Regions from separate parts of the Mus musculus genome. Here all the other regions are linked to region 4. Evidence: chromatin contacts called from public HiChIP or PLAC-seq and promoter capture Hi-C data. All regions are on one chromosome and are shown on one strand. Each heading gives the region's core, a stretch centred on a gene start, on an enhancer-like site or on the middle of the called end of the contact. The rest is flanking DNA. Distances are from core to core; before and after follow the strand shown. Region 1 holds the start of Mfsd4b5 (major facilitator superfamily domain containing 4B5). Region 2 holds the start of Smpd2 (sphingomyelin phosphodiesterase 2, neutral). Region 3 overlaps Ak9 (adenylate kinase 9). Region 4 holds the start of Ddo (D-aspartate oxidase). Region 5 holds the start of Mfsd4b1 (major facilitator superfamily domain containing 4B1). Region 6 holds the start of 5730435O14Rik (RIKEN cDNA 5730435O14 gene). Region 7 overlaps Ak9 (adenylate kinase 9).

Region 1 (2,700 bases), core at 35-2,534, 640 kb before region 4:
CAACAAGAGTAATTTTATGGTTGGGGGTGGGAGTTCACCTTAACATGTGGAACTGTATTACAGGGTCGCAGCATTGGGAAGGTTGAGAGCCACTGGTCTAGACAAAGGCCATGAAGACTTGCACCCTAAGCCTGTTGATCTCCTTATTATGTGAGTGTTGGCTTGTTTGATTTTGATCTGGGTGGCTCTCCGCAGAAACTTGTTATAAAAGAGTGTGCTCTGGTTTCTTAGTCCTCTCTACCTGATAACTGTCATAACGTCTGTCTCCTGTTTTTATTGGGTTACCTTGAGTCACAGATGTCTCTATGCGCTCATCCTTTGAAGGTATAAAGAATTTCATAACCAATCTGTTATTGTTCATTATGAATTCTATAACTGGACCAAACTGACCATGGCTGTCTTCACAGAAAGTGCCGTTTGTGCTCATTTCAGTAGCCACCTCTGATTCCCTCTCTGAGATCCTTAGTTACCTGCAATCACTCCACAGACAACTCACTTTCATTTCTCCAAGGTCACAATTACCAAAGGACCAAGGCAGGCCATCACAAACAGTGGACTGAAAAGAAGTCTAAGCGGTCAGTAAAAGTCACTTCTTGCTTTGCACTCTGCTCCAGGAAAAACATTTAAGGACCCGAAGGCTCAATTTAAGAAGGATTATCATAGAGAGACATCGTCCTGATTTTATCAACCTAACCAACTCTGCAACCTAGGAAAAGTCACTTCCTACTTGGAGTGAAATTATGCTGCTAGCTGGATCTGGTCAGGACCCAAGGAAGAACTCTTAGGAAAGCCCGTTTCTGTCTAACCACCTGGGACAGGGAGGGCCATTGGTACACACCAGCACAGTCCTCTCTCTCCCTCATACAGAAACCAAGTAAGGTTTGCTGCAGTTGGAAAATATTAGGGTCATCAATTTCAGGTTTGATTAAAATTGTAGCCATTCTCCCACGGCCCAGGGCAGTTCAATAATGTTGCACAAAGGCCATACAAAGTGCAGGCGGTTACAGCCTCAGCTCTCACCATCCCCAGGAAAGCAGCGTTCAGAACCACAGTGGTGAACCAGCGCAGTGTTCTTCCCACAGCCTGGAGCCCGTTCTTCCCTTGGGTCTCAACCTGGAGGAGGTGCTGCTCAACAGACGTGGGCCCGGACCCACGGGACCCCATTTCCGACTCCAGCTTGGAGGCTCCAAACAAAGGGTTTTTGGTGCGGTCTGGCTTTTTAGCAGGGTCCCTGGAGCTCTGAGCCCCTGTTCTGTCTGACCAGAAGACTTCTCCCAGTGCCTCCTCCCCCACGGACAGTCCTCAGTCAGGACCTTGGGAAGTTACACTTTGGACTGTACACGTGGTGCCGACACCCGCACCCATCTTGCACAGCCCCTAAGAAGACCGTTTGGCAGAAATAGGTCTTTCTCAGCAATCAGGGACCCAGCTTCTTGGGGGAAGGGAATGTGGTTGCCTGGAAGACCGGATGCTTTCCTGGAAGCACGTTCAGTATCTCTCCCACGTAAGCGCACACAGATGGACGCACTGGTACCCTGAGGGAGAAAAAGCAGAAAGCACAGCCTCAGAACAACCCAGCCAAGAGGCTCTGGGGCTGGAGAATGGCTCAGAATTTTCAGGGGTCTTGACTTTGGTTTCCAGTACCCACACTGGGCAGTTTGCAACCTACCGGTAACTCTAGCTCCGAGGGATTCCAACACTCTTTTCTGCAAGGGGGAGTCTCCCCTTCAGGTTAAGTCAGGACCCACCTTGCACGACTTCCCAAACTCCCAGTCCTGTCCATCAACAACTGAGCTTCTAAAGCTGCCATTGACCACATTCATGCTACCAATACCAATACGGGTTGAACCTTGTGGGTCAGCCTTCACACGGAGCATCTCAACCCTCCTGACACACAATCCACTTTAGCCCTGTGCAGCCAAGAGGATTATGGCTTACAGAGTACATAACAACTCGCCCAAGAATGGCCAGCAGATCTCTGCTATGGACCATGTAATAATAGCTCATGAACAAAAGCTGGGCTGGGGCTGTAGCTCAGAGCTTGAGTGCTTGCCCGACATACTCAGGGGCCTGGGTTCTGTATCTAGGACTGAAAAATACTTAACTCATTGGCTCACTCTCAGATACACACACTAACCCCAATTCCTGCAGATACTTCCAGGTACTGGAAGGGCTGTGAGGAATGGGAAAGGGCCATAAATGTGAGTCTTTGCTGAGGTACATCACCTGGGGGTAGGGAAACCAAGACAGATCTTTTTTAAAAAAGGAAAGAAAACACCAGAGATTTTTTTTTTTTGGGGGGGGGATGGCGGTTACATTTCAAGGCAGGGTTTCTCTGTGTAGCCTTGGCTGTCCTGGAACTCACTCTGTAAACCAGTCTGGCCTCAAACTCAGAAATCTGCCTGCCTCTGCCTCCCAAGTGCTGGGATTAAAAGTGTGTGCCACCACTGCCCAGCTAGTGACAGTTCAGATGGCTGTGAGCCATCAAGCAGTTGCTGGGATTTGAACCAGGGTCCTTTAGACCTGCAGTTGCTGTTCTTATCTGCTGAGTCACTGCTCCAGCAACACCCAAGATCTTAAAAAGAAAGAAAGAACAGGGAAAGAAAGAAAGAAGGAAGGAACCTAGGAAAGGAAGGAAGGAAGGAAGGAAGGAAGGAAGGAAGGGAAGGAAAAGAAGGAAGGAAGGGAGGGAGGGAAGGA
Region 2 (2,776 bases), core at 35-2,534, 860 kb after region 4:
GAGCAAGGAGGGGAGTACCCAGCCAGCCCTCTTCCCCTCCGCGGTCTCCCAGCTCTACTGCTAAGATCAACCCCAGAACAAAGCCTAAGACAGCAGCCCTTGCAAGATGAGGGTGACGGCCTGCTCTTCTCACACCCAGAGGAAGAAGATCGAGGGTGCAAGCAAGAATGTTGGAGAGCTTCCTCGTCTGAGAACAGGCTGAGAACACAGGCTTTTCACCTTCTGAAGTAGTGTGCATCTGGATAGGTGAGCGATAGCCTTTGCCTTAGGTACTGGAAGTCCTGCTCACTCCACACCTGAGGAAGAAGGTGAGGATACTTGCTTGGATTTCATCCCAGACAGAACAGTTTTCCTGCGCCGCCTGCCGCCTGCTGCCCTCCTCCAACCTAGCCTGCCCTACAACCTCACCTCCTCCAGGAGAGCCAGATCAAAGTTTTCCAAGTTCAGAAAGTCTCCCAAGCGCTTCATGCGGTCCGCCCTATGTTTGCTCAGGTAGGGGATGTCCCTAAAAGGGGTGGAGGACGCAGGGGGCAGAAGAGATGGGTCAGCAGTTCAATTTCCAGCAAGCACATGACAGCTTACAACTGTCTGTAACTCCAGTTCCAGAGAATCTGGCACCTTCACACAGACATACATACAGGCAAAACACCAAATGTACATAAAATAAAAGTAAATCATTTAAAAGGAAAGACATGGGCCAGGTTTGGGACGATTACTGCTGTCATCACCTCAGCTTTGGATGATAGGGACTTTGGTGATTGCTGCAACCACCCAAGCTCTGGTCTTTAGGCGATGTGGACTTTGGTGGTTCGGGAAGGACAGGGTCTAGCTCGGCTGAAGAAGACCTGCTTCCTTCCTAGGCATGTGCGAGAGGGGACTGGAAGGTGGCTCCGAGGCTGCAGCCCACGCCTGGGAGCACTTACTTACCAGCAGTTGAGATTGAAAACTCTCAGCCGTAGAGAAAAGTTGAGCTTCATGGCTGGAGTGCTTCGGAGCAAGGGCGGCGAGGCGGATTGCGCGCACAGGCTTATTGCCCTGTCCTGCGCTGCCCCGACCCAGGAACGCGAGCTGGTTGGGGGTGGGGGGCGACTCCTGCGTTACTGGGACAAAGGCCGTCCTTCCACCCGGAAAGAAGGTCGGCTGCAAATCCCGGGCTGGCTGCGCGAGGCCGCCGGCAGTCCTGGAAGGAATCTCGGGTGGACTGTTCCAGATTCTTAGGTCCTTCGGTGGGTTCTCCGCACCGCGGCCTACAGGTTCCTCCCTTGTTCCCGGCTCGGCTTCCACCAGCAACAGGCTTGAAGTTGATGCGAGGCCCCGCCCACGAACTCACTCAGGTCCCGCCCCTTGCGGGCGTTCGGGGAGGAGCCACGCGGTTGCCCTGGCGACTCGCACTATTTGTGTTCCGGGCTCTCTGCTGTCCCTGCCATGGCCACCCAGCAGCCGTGCCGGCCCAAGTCGAAGCCCCCAGCATGTCACGTGCGGTTGCCGCCCGAGCCGCCCCTGAAGCTGAAGGTGGTGGGGCTCTTCAAAAGCTCCAGCTTTCAGGTGTCAAAGACCATCGCTGAGGTAACCCCTCGCCCCAGACGCCGTGCGCACCTCAGCCCCCTGCCGCGGTGTCGCCTGCGCTGGCGGGCGGGGGTCCACGTTCTGTCCTAGGGCTGGATGGGGGCATAGAGAACAAATGCTGGTCGCAAGGAAGGGCGACCTGGAAGAGACTCGGAGCGCGAGCGAGCGTTCGCGGGGATCCGTATTGGGAAAATGGTAATTTCGGAACACCTATGCATGGAAATGCTAGTTCACGTGAAATTTTTTATTGGATTATGGATTTACAAAATTCAAAATTACGGGAAAATATTCAAAAGCTCCAGCTTTCAGGACCATCGCTGAGGTAACCCGGTGCCCCAGATACCACCTCAGCCTCCCCGCCTCTAGTTTAAAAAAAAAAAAGAAAAGAAAAGAAAAAAACACTTGTGATTTTTTTTAGTACTTTAATTTTGGAAGGGCCTTTCCTTTATAATTTCTGTAGTTGTTTCTGCATTTTAGCAGAATCAGATACTTTTCAGATTTTTAAGAGATGTCCCAGAAGTGCTGTGAAGAATCCAAGTATGAATTTGTAAACATGTAGAATGATATTTTATGCACCAGGAAACAAACAAATGTAGCCAGGTCAATCATGCCGCAGCACGCCTGCTACCTGGAAACAGGAAAAAACCTGGGGGGTACGGTGGTGAAATACACGCAGCCCTGAGCCAGCAACTAGTTTGTTTGTGCTTGTTTTTTCCAGCTGGAGAGCAAGGGCAGTAGAATTCACCCTCAGAACACACACACACACACACACACACACACACACACACACACCCTTGCTTGCTCTAGCATCCAGAGTGAAAGTGCTGTCTTGTGTGTGTGTTGGAAGATGAAGGCTTAGTGCTTGTGTTTGTTTCTTTATTGGGTTTTTTTTTTTTTTTTGGTATTTTTGAGACATGAACCAGTGTCTTACAGCTAAAGTGGCCTTCCTTCCTTCCTCCCTTCTCTCTCTCTCTCTCTCTCTCTCTCTCTCTCTCTCTCTTTCTTGTTTGACTCTCTTAAGACATTAATATTTCCTGTGGTTGTTCCACACTGCAGGCAAAGTGTTTGCAACCTTTTTTTTTTCTTCCTGGGAAGTTCAATTAGTAAATATGTTAGGTGTTCTGGGACACAGTCTTAGACTTATGTTGAGAAAAACAGTGTGCCCAGGTATGGTAACACAGGCACCCAAAAGGCCAAGACAGGAAGTTGA
Region 3 (2,700 bases), core at 121-2,620, 770 kb after region 4:
AAAAACAAGGTTTCGATTTTTTTTTGTTGTTGTTGTTGGTTTTTGTTTTTTGAGACAGGGTTTCTCTGTATAGCCCTGGCTGTCCTTGAACTCATTTTGTAGACCAGGCTGCCTCAAACTCAGAAATCCGCCTGCCTCTGCCTCCTGAGTGGTGGGATTAAAGGCATGCACCACCACGCCCTGCTGAAAGTTTCAAATTTTAATGCTGCAGTAAGCATGAAGACATTTTTCATCAAAGTTTTCATCCTTTAATATGAATTTAAAACTATTTGAAGCTTTTTTGGTTTTGGTTTTGGTTTTGGTTTTGGTTTTGGTTTTGGTTTTGGTTTTGGTTTTGGTTTTGGTTTTTGTACAGCGTCTCTCTATGTAGACCTGTCTGTCTTGAAACTCTGTAGACCAGGCTGCCCTTGAACTCAGACATCCCTTGTCTCTGCCTCCCAAATGCAGGACTTCTTTGAAGCTTTTTTCCACCATGTTAATGCTTGCCTTTCTTGTTTTTATTATTAGGTATTTACTTCATTTACATTTCAAATGCTATCCCCAAAGTCCCCTATACCCTCCCCTGCCCTGCTCCCCAACCCACCCACTCCCCGCTTCCTGACCCTGGCATTCCCCTGTACTAGGGCAATACCAAGGGCCTCTCCTCCCATTGATGGCCTACTAGGCTATCCTCTGCTACATATGCTACTAGAGACACAGATCTGGGGGATACTGGTTAGTTCATATCATTGTTCCTCCTATAGGGTTGCAGTCCCCTTTAGCTCCTTGGGTACTTTCTCTAGCTCCTTCATAGAGGCCCTGTGCTCCATCCAATAGATAACTGTGAGCATCCACTTCTGTATTTGCCAGGCATTGGCATAGACTCACAAGATATGTCAGGGTCCTGTCAGCAAAATCTTTCTGGCATATGCAATAGTGTCTGGGTTTGGTGGTTGTATATGGGATGGATCCCGGGTGGGACAGTCTCTGGATGGTCTTTCCTTCTGTCTTAGCTCCAAACTTTGTCTCTGTAACAACTTCCATGGGTATTTTGTTCCCCATTCTAAGAAGGAACGAAGTATCCACACTTTGGTCTTCCTTCTTCTTGAGTTTCATGTGTTTTGCAAATTGTATTTTGGATATTCTAAGTTTCTTGGTTAATATCCACTTAACAGTGAGGGCATACCATGTGTATTCTTTTGTGATTGAGTTAACTCCAGGTCCATCCATTTGTCTAAGAATTTCATGAATTCATTATTTTTAATTGCTGAGTAGTACTCCATTGTCTTTCTAAATTAGTGGGTTTCAGGCCTCCCAGGAGGCCTCTGTCAGGCACAGCAGCAGTTGATGGGCTCTGTGATGGGCTTGGTGGGGCATTGAGAGAGCAGAGTAAAGCTCCCACCCACAACTAACTATCCGGATCTGTGACCTGCCGGTGACCTGCCGGTGCTCTCTCCTGGACTGGCCCCTAAACTGTCCCATTCATTCATCATTCCAATTCCTCACAGACCAGCCCTCTAAATGTCTGAGTCAAGTCTCACTGTCAGGGTTAGAACTCCCAGTGTTGTCCAAATCCATTTCCTAGCAGTGTTTTTAGCTCCAGTAGGTGTAATAAGCCCTTCACTAGGGCAGCCAGACGAGGTGCTTCTGGCTTTCCTTATCAGGGAGCCCCACCCTGGGTGCTGTTGTACAGTTCTCTAGGGATCCCCACTATCACACCCTTAGAATAGGGGCATTGCCTGCTTTGATGATGTGTTTTGAGAAGAAAGTGAAAGGATATATATTGTAATGCCCAAGACAGTGCCAGCCTCTGTCGGGCACACTGTAATTAGTTAAACTTTGGGGAATCCTGAGCTAAGCAACACCAAAACCCTGAGGATGTTTGAACAGATACACTATGTCAGACCCGGAGAAGAGCAGGACCTAATCCTTCACCCTCCCTGAGCCTGAGCGTATCCCCTCCACGGTATACGTATATGCTTTCCACGGCCCTCCAAGGTATGCGTATATGCTTCCCACAGCCCTCCAAGGTATGCGTATACACTTTCCACGGAGACACAGCTGTGCTTCCAAAGACCTGTCTACACCATAAGGAAAATAGATTTCCAAACATTTTCAACACTTGGGAGGGCGATAGCCTAGAAGGGCAAGGATGTGCTAAGTCAGTCACCATCACGTATTTTCCTGGTGAGGTCCCTACCTTCCACCACACCTTAGCCCCAGCTTGAAAAGGTACATTAACACATACACAGCAAGTGATTTTTATCATATTTGTCCATTGTAAACCTGTAAATGTTTCCTCAACAGGAGGACATGGTCGCTAAAAGGAGAGCTGAACTTATTTTGGAGAGAGAGAAAAAAAGGAGAGAAGACGTAAGTAGAATATTATATATATATATATATATATATATATATATATATATATATATGTGTGTATGTATATGTATATGTGTGTGTGTGTGTGTGTGTGTATAAAACACCATAGTCTCAACAGTGGAAGAAGGAGAAGGCCGTGTTTAAAAGTGTACAGGAACTCACACTGGGTTTAAAGGGGATTAGTAAAATTTATTTCTTTTATTTTTGGTATGATATAAAATTGTTGCCAGTATAGGATGGCCCATTATCTGTCTTAAAGACTTTAGGTAATTCCATAGAATTAGAGGCTTGTAAACAATGATCAATTACATTTCTAGAGGCTTCTCTCGTATGCAGAGAAGCAAA
Region 4 (2,781 bases), core at 162-2,661:
TGATAAGGGGTAAGTCTTAAGACCTGAGCCTCCAACCTGTGGTACCAGATACCATCTTCAGGTAGAAGGTGCCAGAATTGAAAGAGAATCCTGCTGAACCGGATGTGTCTGCTGGAGAGTCTGCTATATTGGTTGCTGGATGTGTGTGGAGAAAGAACCCATTCCCCTAGACACAGAACTGTTCCATTTTCTGTGACTTTGGGATTGTGGACTGAAGGGACAATGCCCTTTCTTTTCCATTTTGACACCCAGACAGCCTTGTATAAAATCGTACCTAGCTGAGCTCACCAGAGGCTCATGGCCACATGCAAAAGGAATCATCTTTCTCTCCTTTTCAGATGGGAAGACAGACTGAGACAGCCTCTGACTTGCTCAAGATAAGATAGTGAGGACCCTGCTTTGACAAAGAGGACCTCTGCTTGGCTGAGAGCATGCATAGGGAGTCTGCTACACAGAATGGCCTTTATCACACAAGAGACCATGGGCTTTTCCACATGTCTTGGAGCCTCGGTTTATATCTGTAGAATAAGGAGGATACGTCTCATTTCACAAGAGAATGGTGTTACGTGGTGATACAGTCATGGCTAAAGCGAAATCTCTTATTAGTATATTAACGTGGTTAATATTATTCTATTAAATATTATCTGGGCTGGAGAAATGGCTCAGCGATTAACACATGTAATTGCCAGCACCTTCATCAGGTGGCGCACCACCACCTATAACTCCAGCTCCAGGACATCTGGTGCCCTCTTCTGGCCTCCATGGGCACTGCGTGCATGTGAGAACAACATGCAATAGACCACAGACCAACAGACCACAGCAATTTAAATGTAAAACAAATCTTTAAGATATATTATAGCTATTGTGATACAACCAATTACGTCTCTAGAATCAAATGACTTTCAGGGAGGTTTAATGTGGGCTTTTCCTACTACTGAGCTGTGTGTGTTTCTGAGGAGGTGACACTCAGCAAATACCAGTTCCCTTCTATAAATATTTGGTTCATCCTAACTTATTTTCTGAATAAATTTTCCATCTGCCACCAGGCCGGCATCTCAGCTATCAACAACTCTGAACAATGCGGCAGGGGAAACGAGTGCTTGGTTCTAGCTGGGACTTTTTGGAAGTCAGACAGACCACCCATTTATTTGCCATGCAAACAAATCAGCCGGAGAAACTCCAGGCTGGTGGCAAGCTGAAGTTCTTGAAAGCCAGACAAAGACAGGTCATAGAGGACGAAACTTCCCCTGCAGGCTTGGCAGAGAGGCAGTTCCACAGAGCTTACACGTGCCTCTCTCCTGGGGAGTCAGAGGCAGACACTGTGGCATGGACCAATGGAGGGTAAGCTTAGAGAGAGTGTCCTTAATAATTTCCCCAATGGGAAGGAGTTTTGTTTTCCCTGTCTCTTAGGAGACCAGGCTAACAGGTCACTGGAAAACAAGTGTTGGTGCCAGGACCTCCGGTGGATACCAGACTGCTTTTTCAGAGACAGGTATTTGAATCCTCACTCTTTGCTCTAGGGTCGTTCTGTATGCACTCTGGGATTTTAGGGGTGTGTCTTGGTGGGGTTGGGGCCAGAGATTGATAGGTCACACTATATCAGGACATGCCCTATGTTTCTGGCTCTCTTTCCACTCCACTGGCAGCTGGTTATTCTTAGCCACAGATTGCTTTTCACCCTAGTGTTAACTTATTAGAGCTGTGGCGCAAGGCTGCTAGATAGGCAACTAGTAAGATCATGGCCGTCTGTCTTCTATTACCTCCTCTGGAAACAAGTCCAGGACCTCCCTCTCCCAGCCTTCCCCACTGGACTGTGTCCTGCTGGGAATCTTCTCTTGTCTTTCTTCAACCCTGGCAGTCTGACATCTCAGCTCACCTGCTCAGAAACGCACACGGCTCAGTTGGAGGAGAAGCGCACATTAAACCTCCCTGAAAAGGCTTCAAGGCTCACGGAGTGGGAGTCAAGTGGAGCTAGGGAGGAGGCAGAGAACCACTCATAGCCAGACCTCATGATGTCTGCCATGGCTAACCTCACCTGGCCTGATGCCCTGTTCACTGCCTGTTGCAAGAAGGGATTGTACCAGGGGTGGGTGGGATTTAGGCTAACAACACAAGCAGCTGGCTGAGAGAACTTTACCCCTAAGGAATGGCTATAACTAACTGGAATAATTACGTTTTGTCCACTCTCCTTAATCTGGAATTGAGCCAGATAGAGGGAGTTGGGCATGGAGCACACATAGTAAGACAAAGAAGTGAAGGCGGGCAGGAGGCTGACAGGTCAGCACCAAGTAACAGATTCCTGCTGCCTCTGCGGAGAGCGTGGAGGACACTGACATCTTTGCCCCTCTCTCTACCTTCCACACAAGATGTCAGCCTTGGGGTGCCTGGCGCAGGCGCCTGGTATCTACATTTTCCCTACATCCTCCCACAGGGGATCTATTTGGGAGACAGCCTCAGCGGCCTGCCGTTTACTACTCAAAGAGGCTAATAAGAATTCATTTGGTGCTGTCTTCAGGTGAAGGCACAGAGGCTAAAGGACCGCGGCCATTTCTTCCTGTTATGCAATCATCTGTGGCAGCCAGACATGACCTCTGTGTCTGCTCCCTAGAGTCCCGGGAGCAGAAGTCACAGCTCGGCTGCTTCCCAGGACTAGCTTACCTCCTCAGCAGTCCCTAGAATGTGCCCATAGGGAAAAAGTTAGGCAAGGGCACTATGACTAGAATTCTACCCCCGAATGCCATGTGATTAGTGCTGGTGAGCACGGCAGGCAAACCTAGGCTG
Region 5 (2,896 bases), core at 302-2,801, 600 kb before region 4:
CCCAGAAATGGGCAACAGTGATAACTGACCTACTATCAAAATCTGCTCCTTCTGAACTTGACTTTCTTGTTCTGTCTTTAAGTCCTGACTCAGATGTTCCTGCAACATCACTTTGTATAAAGAAGAAGCAAAAATGAACTTTTCCAGCTTTTTCTTTTTAATAGGAGTAACAAGACCTACAGGCTAATAAATTGGAACTTAGAAGAAATCCCTTAACTAAAGCTTCTAATTGACTTACATTTCAAGAACTACCGATTCTAATTGTACCATTGTGCTCCAAAGTTAATTGTGCACCTTACCTAGACAGCATTGGTACGAACCAGAGTGAGCGCAGGTTCGCAATAAGTAGCTCACACACGAAGAGTGAAAACACTTCACGTCTTCCAAAGACTCAAAACCCAGCCCAGGGAGCGAGCGCTCAGTAAGCATCTGCAGGGATTTCTTTATCCCGTCCCATTAGTACAATCTAAGAAATGAGTGTGGCTCAGAGTCTAGAAGAGAGTAAGCTATTCTCCTCTGGGGACTCACCCTCTCGACCCTGTTGGCCTACAACCATGAAGTGATAGGGAATGGGGAGCTTTGCCACAAACACTGAATTGGGGGTAGCTCCAGGATCTGTAAAAAGCGCATACAGCCTTGTACTTTGCTCCATGAAAATCACTTATACAATGGAAGTTAGTTTGAAGAGGGCTGTACCAGAGTAAGGGCTGCGCTTGACTCAACCGCTTAAACATTTGTATGAACAAGAAAAAGTCATTTTGCTCTTGCCATTATATCTGTAAAATCTGTAAAAATCAAGCAGTTGGTGTAATTTAATCAAGCCACTAGAAAGAGAGCCCCCACCCCAGCCAAGTATTTCTCTGTATAATAATTAAGGTGTAGGGGACAGTGGCTACAGATCCTGGCATTCTCTTTTTTTGTCTCCCTAGTACTAAGAGGAGCCCTACAAAGATAGATTGTAGGGGGAAATCATGTTAGGCAAAAATCACCCGCGCTCTTGACAGTGACCCTCGGTGATTAGAATAGTGCCTATGTGTTAAGCGGATGAAACTGAAGCCCCAGCGATCAAGGTCACACAACATGCAGGCAGCGAATGTGAGAGTCCAGCTGGGAAGGGCAGGTCCCCTGCAGGAGGCTCGCGCCCCAGCCTGGGAGGGGTGCAGCCTCGGCTCTCACCAGCCCCAGGAAGGCGGCATACATGACCGCGGTGGAGAACCAGCGCAGCACGCTCCTGGTCCGGCCACTCCGCCGGGAAGCCACCGTGGCCTGCTCGCTCTCCGCCCGGGTCTCCGCCTGGTGGAGCCTCTGTGCCGCAGCCACCGGCCCGACGCTCCCGGTCTTCACGTCCAGCTCCAGCTTGGCGGCTGCGGAGAGCTACTGGGGGCCGGTGCACCCTCTGGGGCTCGGCACTCAGGCTCCTCCAGTCTCCGAGGTCCCTCCTGATAGCACTGTCCCCAGGGACCGTCCTGACTCAAGACCTCCGGCGGCTGGACTTCGACCCTGGCCCCAGCTGGCCACCGAGTTATGTTCACTCTCCATCTTGCAGAATCGTGGCGGTTCCCGTGACAGAGTCAGGCCACTAGCCAACCTGGAGTCAAACCGGAAGTCATGGTGGTTGCCTAGGAAACGGAGCTCAGCGCGTGTTAGAGCTGCTACTGCAGCCTAGCTACTGCTTCTATAAAGTGTGCTGCTAACTCTTGAGGGAACACGCCAGTGCTAGCTGGGAGGTCGTCTTTACACGCCCCACCCCTACCCTCCGTCCACACCTGAGCTTTCCAGGTCTTTTATTCAACTTTCAGGCTAGTGATACCTGCTGAAGCTCCGGAATAGGCTCCTGGAGCCACATCAATCCTCCCCACGCTCCTTTCTCACCTTAGCCCGGGTGTCCAGAGAGAATCCAAGCACAGAGAGAACATACAGTTCCCCAAGATCAGTCAGCAATCACGGGCCTAGTCAACGGCCAAATAGCTCAAGACACATGTGTGGGTTCAAATTTGTGGTTTCAAAAGCACGGCAGTTCAAATTTCCACAAATGATTAGAGCCTGGCAATGCCTGAGAAAGGCTGTACAGCTGTCGGGATTTGTTCCGTTTGCTATACTCAAGTTACACAACAATGTAACTTTATCATCTATCTGAAAAATGCTCTTTCCACCTGAAAACCTCCTTGATCTCTGTATTACTGATCACTTATACCGAGAAAAACATTCTTTCATAAGATGGTCAAGAAGAAAGCTGGAAGAATGTTTTGTTTTGTTTAAAACAAACAAACAAAATCAACCATGTTCCTGTAAATTATCCACTTGGAGAAAACCTGACTTCTGTTAAAGGTTGCTTATTATCTGATAAATTTTAATTTTAATTACAGAACAAGTCATTATGTTTAATGGCATTTTAAAAAGGCTAAAAGTTTGTAATCTGTGATGTCATTTAATCTAGTAGATATTGACATACCAGAACATGCTGACCACTCAGGTCACTGAGAAAATCAGGAAAATAAAAAATACGACAAAAAGACAAAATGTTACTGGCCTGTAAAAGAAACATTTATTTCCTCATGATGGGATGGGATGAAAAGAGAGCCATACACAGCTGTGCGAATACACAGCTTGGGCTGAGCCCACGGATTTCCGTTCTCTGTTCTATGTATCCCTAGCCCTAGGCCTGGAAACTTTTAGCCTAGATACAATCTAATCTAGAATGCTTTAGATTTGCTGCTGCATAAACTCACCCTTTCCAGTTCTTTCTGAACTCTGGCTGGCTGGTTCAACTCAGCTCTTCTGGCTCAAACTCCTCTCCAAGCTGACTGATTCAATCTGGCTTCTCTCAGCTTCCCACTGATTCGCTCTGCTTGGCCTCTAACAATTTGGCAATTTGTTCTAATCTTCTGGCTCCTTA
Region 6 (2,700 bases), core at 101-2,600, 940 kb after region 4:
GATGGAGACTGGTTTACTAGAAACTGGGAAAAGACTGGACAACGACATGAGTTTTTAAAGAAAGACTGCCAGGTTGACCTGATTTTCTCAGGAAATAGAGCAGCAGGATGCTCGAGAACCGGAAGAGCATGCTGGAAGAGCATGGCTGTGTGGCAGAATAACTGCGTGCTCCAGGCCCATGTCTTTGGCAGCTGCACAGCCTGGGAGGTCTAGTGTGGCAGCTTGGGGACTTGGGATTTGTCCTGACTTCACAGCTACTAATGACTTAAACAAGGATGCTTAGAGCTCAGAGCATCAAGAGGCTAAAGAATGGCCCAAACTGACCAAGAAGACAGATGGTGGGACAGTACAGTGTCCGAGGACAACATGTGTGAGCAGACAACATGCGTGAGCAGACAACAGGTGAGCAGAGGCTGGCGTCTCCAAGGTCTCCAAGCACTTCCTGAGCTGCAGATACACCTGATAGAGATTTGCCCCGCCTGCAAATCCTACTTTCCTTCCTACAAGATGTTATCCTTAGCTGGGTGTGGTGACACACGCCTATGACCTAGCAGCTGGGAAATAGAAGCAGGAGGATGGTAGAGTTGGTGACCTCAAAGTGAAAACAACATTCCGTGCCCTGCCAAAAATCAAAGATCCTTATCCTCAGCGATGGGCTGAGCAACAGTGTGCAGCTCGTGTGTGTGTGTGTGTGTGTGTGTGTGTGTGTGTGTGTGTGTGTGTGTGTATGGTGCTTTTATATATATATATATATATATATATATATATAATGCTCACACACACACACACACACACACACATATATATATGAGCAGGAATTCATACATACATACAGATGTATATATGTGTGTATATATACACACACACACTTACACACACACATCACAAAACTTATTCTTTTAACTGTCATCAAATACAGAACAGTGGCAGCATCATGACCACATGACAAATCTCTTTCCATCTCACAAAATAAAACCAGTACCCACTGAATACTAATTTGCCCTTTCTGTCCCCACCCATGGAAACCACCATCCCACCTTTTTTCTCTGAGAGTCTTCAGGGAACCTGAGAAATATCAAATTCAGGATCCTTACACTCGTTTTACTCTGCATCATGGCTCATTGTGTGGCACCGTGTGGCAGAATGGCCTTTCTTTTTTGTTTTTGAGGATTAATACACTATTTTTATTTGTGCATACTATTTTTATTTATGTGTGTATGCCGGCACGGGTTCATGTACACCACTGAAAGCAAACATATTTGTAAGCCGCCCAGTGTTGGGGACTGCTGCGAGAGCAGCAAGCACTCTTCATTCCTGAGCCATCTCCAATCTTTAAAGCAAGGCACAGTGGGTTTTGATTTAAGGCCCCTGCCCCTGGGAGATGGGGCCTCTCATCAGCACACACAGTGATGCTTCAGTGTAAATGAACACCGAGTAAGTATATGACTACATCTGTATCTGGGGGAAACGGATCTCCAACCACACTTGAGAATCCTCTACCTCATAACTAAGGGTTAAAATGTTTAATGTAAAAATTATGGGAACATTTCCAAAAACTTAAGAAAAATGTAAACCTGAAGAAAACAATATCCACCCAAAATTGAGCACATTTTTCCAAAACAGATTTTTTTTTAAGTTTTAAATTTCATTTATTTATTTACTAACTTAAAAAAAAAAAAAAAGAAAAGAAATACAGTCTTTCTTTCTGTGTAGTCCAGGCTAGTTTGGAGTTCTTGTCTCCTTTCCTCTAACTAACTGACGAATGTGTGTAAGTTTGTACGTGGAGGTCAGAGGGCAACCTGCTGGAGTCTGTTTTCTCCTTCCACTGTGTGGGTTCTGGGGATCAAACTCAGGTCACCAATCTTGGCAGCAAGCCCCTTTACTTACTCAGCCATCTCACTGCTCCCTGGGGTGGAACTCATTTTCCTCCCTTTTCATTGCGTGTGTGTGTGTGTGTGTGTGTGTGTCTGTGTGTGTCTGTGTGTGTCTGTGTGTGTCTGTGTGTGTGTGTGTGTCTGTGTTTGCATATGCATGTGAGCATGCCATGGTGTTTGTGTGTGGGTTTGATGGAACAATGTTCATGAGTTGGTTGTCCACTTTCACCATGGGACCCACAGATGGAACTCAGGTCACCCACACTTGGCTGCAAGCACCTTTACTCACTGATCCATCTTACTGGCCCCCTGGCCTGGAACTTTTAGTCTACCTGCCTGAGCCTCCCGAGTGCTAGGATTACAAGTGTGTACCACTGTGCCTAGCAGGACAGATTTTCTTCTTTTTTTTTTTTTTATTGTAATAGTTGCATGGAGATGATTTGTCTGTCAAGCACTTATTAATGAATGACCCTGAGCCTGGTGTCCAAGCATGAATGTGTGCTCCCTCATGCCGCCTTCTCAGACATAAGAGTCATTCAAAATGAATTCTTTCAATTTTAGCAACTGCTTCCTGCCAAGGGTAAATACTGTTAAACACTACATTTTAGGGTGGTAAAGAGCTCAGATAGCTTTTCTGATATACACAAATGTAAAATTATTGGTGCTACTTCTGCTGTGGAGGAAATGTGGGGGGGGGAATGAAATGCTACTCTTTGATGCTGTTAGCCTGTTACTAGCTTTTCCCCCTCAAACTGTACACTTCAAAAATATTTCCTACGCTGGGCAGTGGTGGTGCAGGCCTTTAATCCCAGCACTTGGGAGGCAG
Region 7 (2,700 bases), core at 94-2,593, 710 kb after region 4:
CATATACAAGCCACTAAGGAACACCAACAAGCTGAGCTGTTCCCAGTTAGTTTAGAGCTTGCCTAGCATGCATGAAACAGGTTTCATCTCCTGCACCCACTGCATCCACTGTATCACATGGCATATGCCTCTTGCAATCCCAGCAGTCAGGAGGGAGAGACAGGCAGTCCTCAACTCAGAATCATCCTCAACTACACAACAAGTTTAAGGATAGCCTGAGATGCATGAAACTTGCCCTCAAAAGACCAACATTATACATATATTTAATTATATTATATGTTTATATAATTAAATATATTTCATATATTATATAAACACATATTGTATAATATAATATATTATAAGATAAATATACTAAAATAATATATGTTTATATAATATATGCTAGATAATGTATAATTTTATATAATATATGTAAGACATTATAAGCATAATACATTATATTTTATATAGTTATATATTATATATTATATATTTATAAACTTTATAAATATTTTAATATTCAAATTTACAAATGTATATTATATATTTTGTATATTTCTATATTATCTACAGCATATATTAATGTGTAATATATATATGTTAAGGAAACAACAAAGATCTTCAGCAATGCATAGAAGCTAGGAAAGACAGAGTAGATTCCATGCAGTCTCAGAAAAAGCATGAGCTCATGACTTTTTCATAATGTTTGCCATGCCCAAGTGCCAATGAATTCAAATGTTTGTTCTTTACATTCAGACAGTCATAGAGCGGCTGAAGTACTTGAACGTGAGACGAGCAGCTGTCATAACCAAGCTTCAGGGTACAGAAGAGGAAATGACTGACATAATAGATACTGTAAGTTCAACTGACCTGCTTGAAAGCATGCCTGTTCCATGTTAGCTGTACCTAGCACGTCATCTCCTAGGATCTAAGGGATAGCTCTCCATAAAGACATCCCTTTGTGGAGTGAAGAGATGGCTCAGTGGATAAGAGCACTAGTTGTTCTTCCAGAGGTCCTGAGTTCAATTTCCAGCAACCACATGGTGGCTCACAACCATCTATAATGTAACCTGATTCATTCTTTTGACATGTAAGTGTACATGCAGAGAGAGCACACACACATAATATATATTATAATGTATATAATATATAATAAACATATAATAAAAGTTTTTTTAAAAGACATCTCCTCCTAGGAAGAAGCCACAGTCTGAGCACAATATTATTTGTGGCACTAAGTGCAATAAAACAGAGAAGTGCTAAAAACAGACACAAGCATTGTTAGCGTGAGGGTTTGATGCATTCTGGGACACCACGTAACCCGGAGGTCACGGCAGGTCAGTGCAGGTGGAACCTGGCACAGCAGAAGGGAGGTGGGCACAGAGTCAGGAGAAGCAGTTACGAAAGCTTTCGATGGTGCTTTGCTCTGATGCCAGGAGTTGTGAAATGTTCTTCAGAATGGCTTATCTCCATGATCTGAAATGAAATTGCAAAGCCAATGAATTCTGAGAGCCTTGTGGGGCTGGAGAGAGAGTTCAGTTGTTACGAGTGCATCCTACACCTGAAGAATATCAGATATGGTTCCCAATACCCACATGGTGGTTTGCAGCCATCTGTAACTCCAGTTCCAGGCAATCTGATCCCCTTTTCTGACTGACTCTGGCAGCAGGTGTGGCCCTCACCTCCCCTAGGGATCATAGGCCAATATCAGTCCACAAGGGAAAGGGAAGCAGAGAAAGGGACCGGGTCAGAAAACCTTGTGAGTACACAGAAGACACATAGGGAACAGCTAGCCACAGGAAGGCAGATCAACTTTACTTGGAGGCTTATATAATTTGGGGGACTAGGGATAGGAACGTCCAGGATAGACAAAATCACTGGCTGAAGGCTTAGGGAGTGTGTTGCCTCATTAGCATGGGGAAGCTTTTCAGGAGTCTCAGGTGCCAGCTGAATGGGTTCTTATTAGGAGAAAGGAAGTTGAACCTGTAATGTAACTAAGGCTATGTGACACTCTTTAGGTAGAGGCACGCGCGCGCGCGCGCCTGTGTGTGTGTGTGTGTGTGTGTGTGTGTGTGTGTGTGTGTGTGTAGGAGGGGGTGTTGAACTCCCCACACAATGTCAGAAAAGAGGAACCCCTGCCGATGAAAGGAGTCCCCCACATCTCATGACACCCCAGAAGGCTATCTGGACAATGGTAGACTTTGAACTTAATTAGCAGAGTTTCCCCACATCAGGTGTACATACAGACATCCAAGGAAACACAAACATAAAATAAAAATGTCTTCAAAAATAATCTGAGAACATTTGCTTTAATGTTAGATAAATATACTGTATGAAGCTACTTGGCTCAGGTTGACATGCAAACCCCAGTGTGTTTTGAAAGACTCTAGATAGATGCTTGTCAATGAAAGGTAGAGGATGCTTAGAGAATCACCACAGTAGTATAGCTACAGCTTTGAAGCATGCTAATGCCCTGTCTACTTTAAACAGCATTTCTGGTGTAGGATCTAGTACTGACTAAAGCCAAACAAAGCAGGATGCAGCATCAAAAGGTGCATAACAGAACCACCTAGAATTTTTGCACACCAAAGAACTGTCAGCCGAGTGAGAAAGTAGCCCACGTGGTAAAGGGTACTATCTACAGATCATGCGTGCAGCAAGGGCTTGTGCCCGAAGGTATGAAGAATGCTCCAGGATACAACAGTGCCAAAACAGGTC

The links. Promoter capture Hi-C pulls out the DNA fragments that hold promoters and counts their contacts. HiChIP or PLAC-seq counts read pairs in DNA pulled down with a chosen protein or histone mark.
Region 1: a contact with region 4 is called in a promoter capture Hi-C map of hematopoietic stem and progenitor cells, with 5 times the contacts expected there. The contact joins the promoter of Mfsd4b5 here to the promoter of Ddo in region 4. A contact is called at or near these places in 9 of 39 promoter capture datasets (the C10 cell line, the HPC-7 cell line, HPC-7-derived erythroid cells and 5 more) and 1 of 9 other capture datasets (liver).
Region 2: a contact with region 4 is called in an H3K4me3 HiChIP or PLAC-seq map of neural tube, with 6 times the contacts expected there. The contact joins the promoter of Smpd2 here to the promoter of Ddo in region 4. A contact is called at or near these places in 10 of 39 promoter capture datasets (the 3T3-L1 cell line, the SN4741 cell line, cranial neural crest and 5 more), 1 of 484 Hi-C or Micro-C datasets (ventricular fibroblasts), 2 of 115 datasets of contacts at active chromatin or transcription factors (astrocytes and neural tube) and 1 of 9 other capture datasets (embryonic stem cells).
Region 3: a promoter capture Hi-C map of embryonic stem cells shows a contact between it and region 4, with 4 times the contacts expected there. The contact joins the enhancer-like site here to the promoter of Ddo in region 4. A contact is called at or near these places in 6 of 39 promoter capture datasets (the 3T3-L1 cell line, embryonic stem cells, hippocampal neurons and 2 more), 4 of 484 Hi-C or Micro-C datasets (the 3T3-L1 cell line, the N1E-115 cell line, cortical neurons and 1 more) and 2 of 115 datasets of contacts at active chromatin or transcription factors (astrocytes and embryonic stem cells).
Region 5: a promoter capture Hi-C map of stem cell-derived epiblast-like cells shows a contact between it and region 4, with 4 times the contacts expected there. The contact joins the promoter of Mfsd4b1 here to the promoter of Ddo in region 4. A contact is called at or near these places in 7 of 39 promoter capture datasets (the C10 cell line, the HPC-7 cell line, embryonic stem cells and 3 more) and 1 of 9 other capture datasets (adipose tissue).
Region 6: a promoter capture Hi-C map of liver shows a contact between it and region 4, with 3 times the contacts expected there. The contact joins the promoter of 5730435O14Rik here to the promoter of Ddo in region 4.
Region 7: a contact with region 4 is called in a promoter capture Hi-C map of liver, with 3 times the contacts expected there. The contact joins the enhancer-like site here to the promoter of Ddo in region 4. A contact is called at or near these places in 12 of 39 promoter capture datasets (3T3-L1-derived adipocytes, the HPC-7 cell line, HPC-7-derived erythroid cells and 7 more), 1 of 115 datasets of contacts at active chromatin or transcription factors (astrocytes) and 1 of 9 other capture datasets (embryonic stem cells).

What each region holds. Positions count from the first base shown.
Region 1 is chr10:39,985,362-39,988,061 of GRCm38.p6, forward strand. Mfsd4b5 (major facilitator superfamily domain containing 4B5) reads right to left here and starts at 1,285. Exons shown (of 4, transcript NM_001113385.1): 1 at 1,021-1,285. The coding sequence starts at 1,164.
Region 2 is chr10:41,489,056-41,491,831 of GRCm38.p6, forward strand. It overlaps Smpd2 (sphingomyelin phosphodiesterase 2, neutral), which reads right to left and starts at 1,285. Exons shown (of 10, transcript NM_009213.2): 1 at 928-1,285; 2 at 409-505; 3 at 220-296. The coding sequence starts at 977. It overlaps Ppil6 (peptidylprolyl isomerase (cyclophilin)-like 6), which reads left to right and starts at 1,384. Exons shown (of 8, transcript NM_028430.1): 1 at 1,384-1,566. The coding sequence starts at 1,426.
Region 3 is chr10:41,399,946-41,402,645 of GRCm38.p6, forward strand. It overlaps Ak9 (adenylate kinase 9), which reads left to right. Exons shown (of 40, transcript NM_001370813.1): 28 at 2,287-2,352. Among named protein-coding and RNA genes, the nearest start is that of Gm25626, 13 kb to the left of the region's middle. Within about 2 kb of position 1,371, at least 5 of the 459 cell types and tissues checked have an H3K27ac peak or open chromatin away from gene starts, as enhancers often do. A contact at or near this core is called in embryonic stem cells, where this site is marked.
Region 4 is chr10:40,628,600-40,631,380 of GRCm38.p6, forward strand. It overlaps Ddo (D-aspartate oxidase), which reads left to right and starts at 1,412. Exons shown (of 5, transcript NM_027442.5): 1 at 1,412-1,492.
Region 5 is chr10:40,023,717-40,026,612 of GRCm38.p6, forward strand. It overlaps Mfsd4b1 (major facilitator superfamily domain containing 4B1), which reads right to left and starts at 1,552. Exons shown (of 4, transcript NM_144821.4): 1 at 1,177-1,552. The coding sequence starts at 1,200.
Region 6 is chr10:41,566,666-41,569,365 of GRCm38.p6, forward strand. 5730435O14Rik (RIKEN cDNA 5730435O14 gene) reads left to right here and starts at 1,351. Exons shown (of 4, transcript NR_045341.1): 1 at 1,351-1,434. The region is part of intron 37 of Ccdc162 (coiled-coil domain containing 162); the gene reads right to left.
Region 7 is chr10:41,340,143-41,342,842 of GRCm38.p6, forward strand. Ak9 (adenylate kinase 9) reads left to right here. Exons shown (of 40, transcript NM_001370813.1): 10 at 739-837. Among named protein-coding and RNA genes, the nearest start is that of Ak9, 38 kb to the left of the region's middle. Within about 2 kb of position 1,344, at least 4 of the 459 cell types and tissues checked have an H3K27ac peak or open chromatin away from gene starts, as enhancers often do. A contact at or near this core is called in liver, where this site is marked.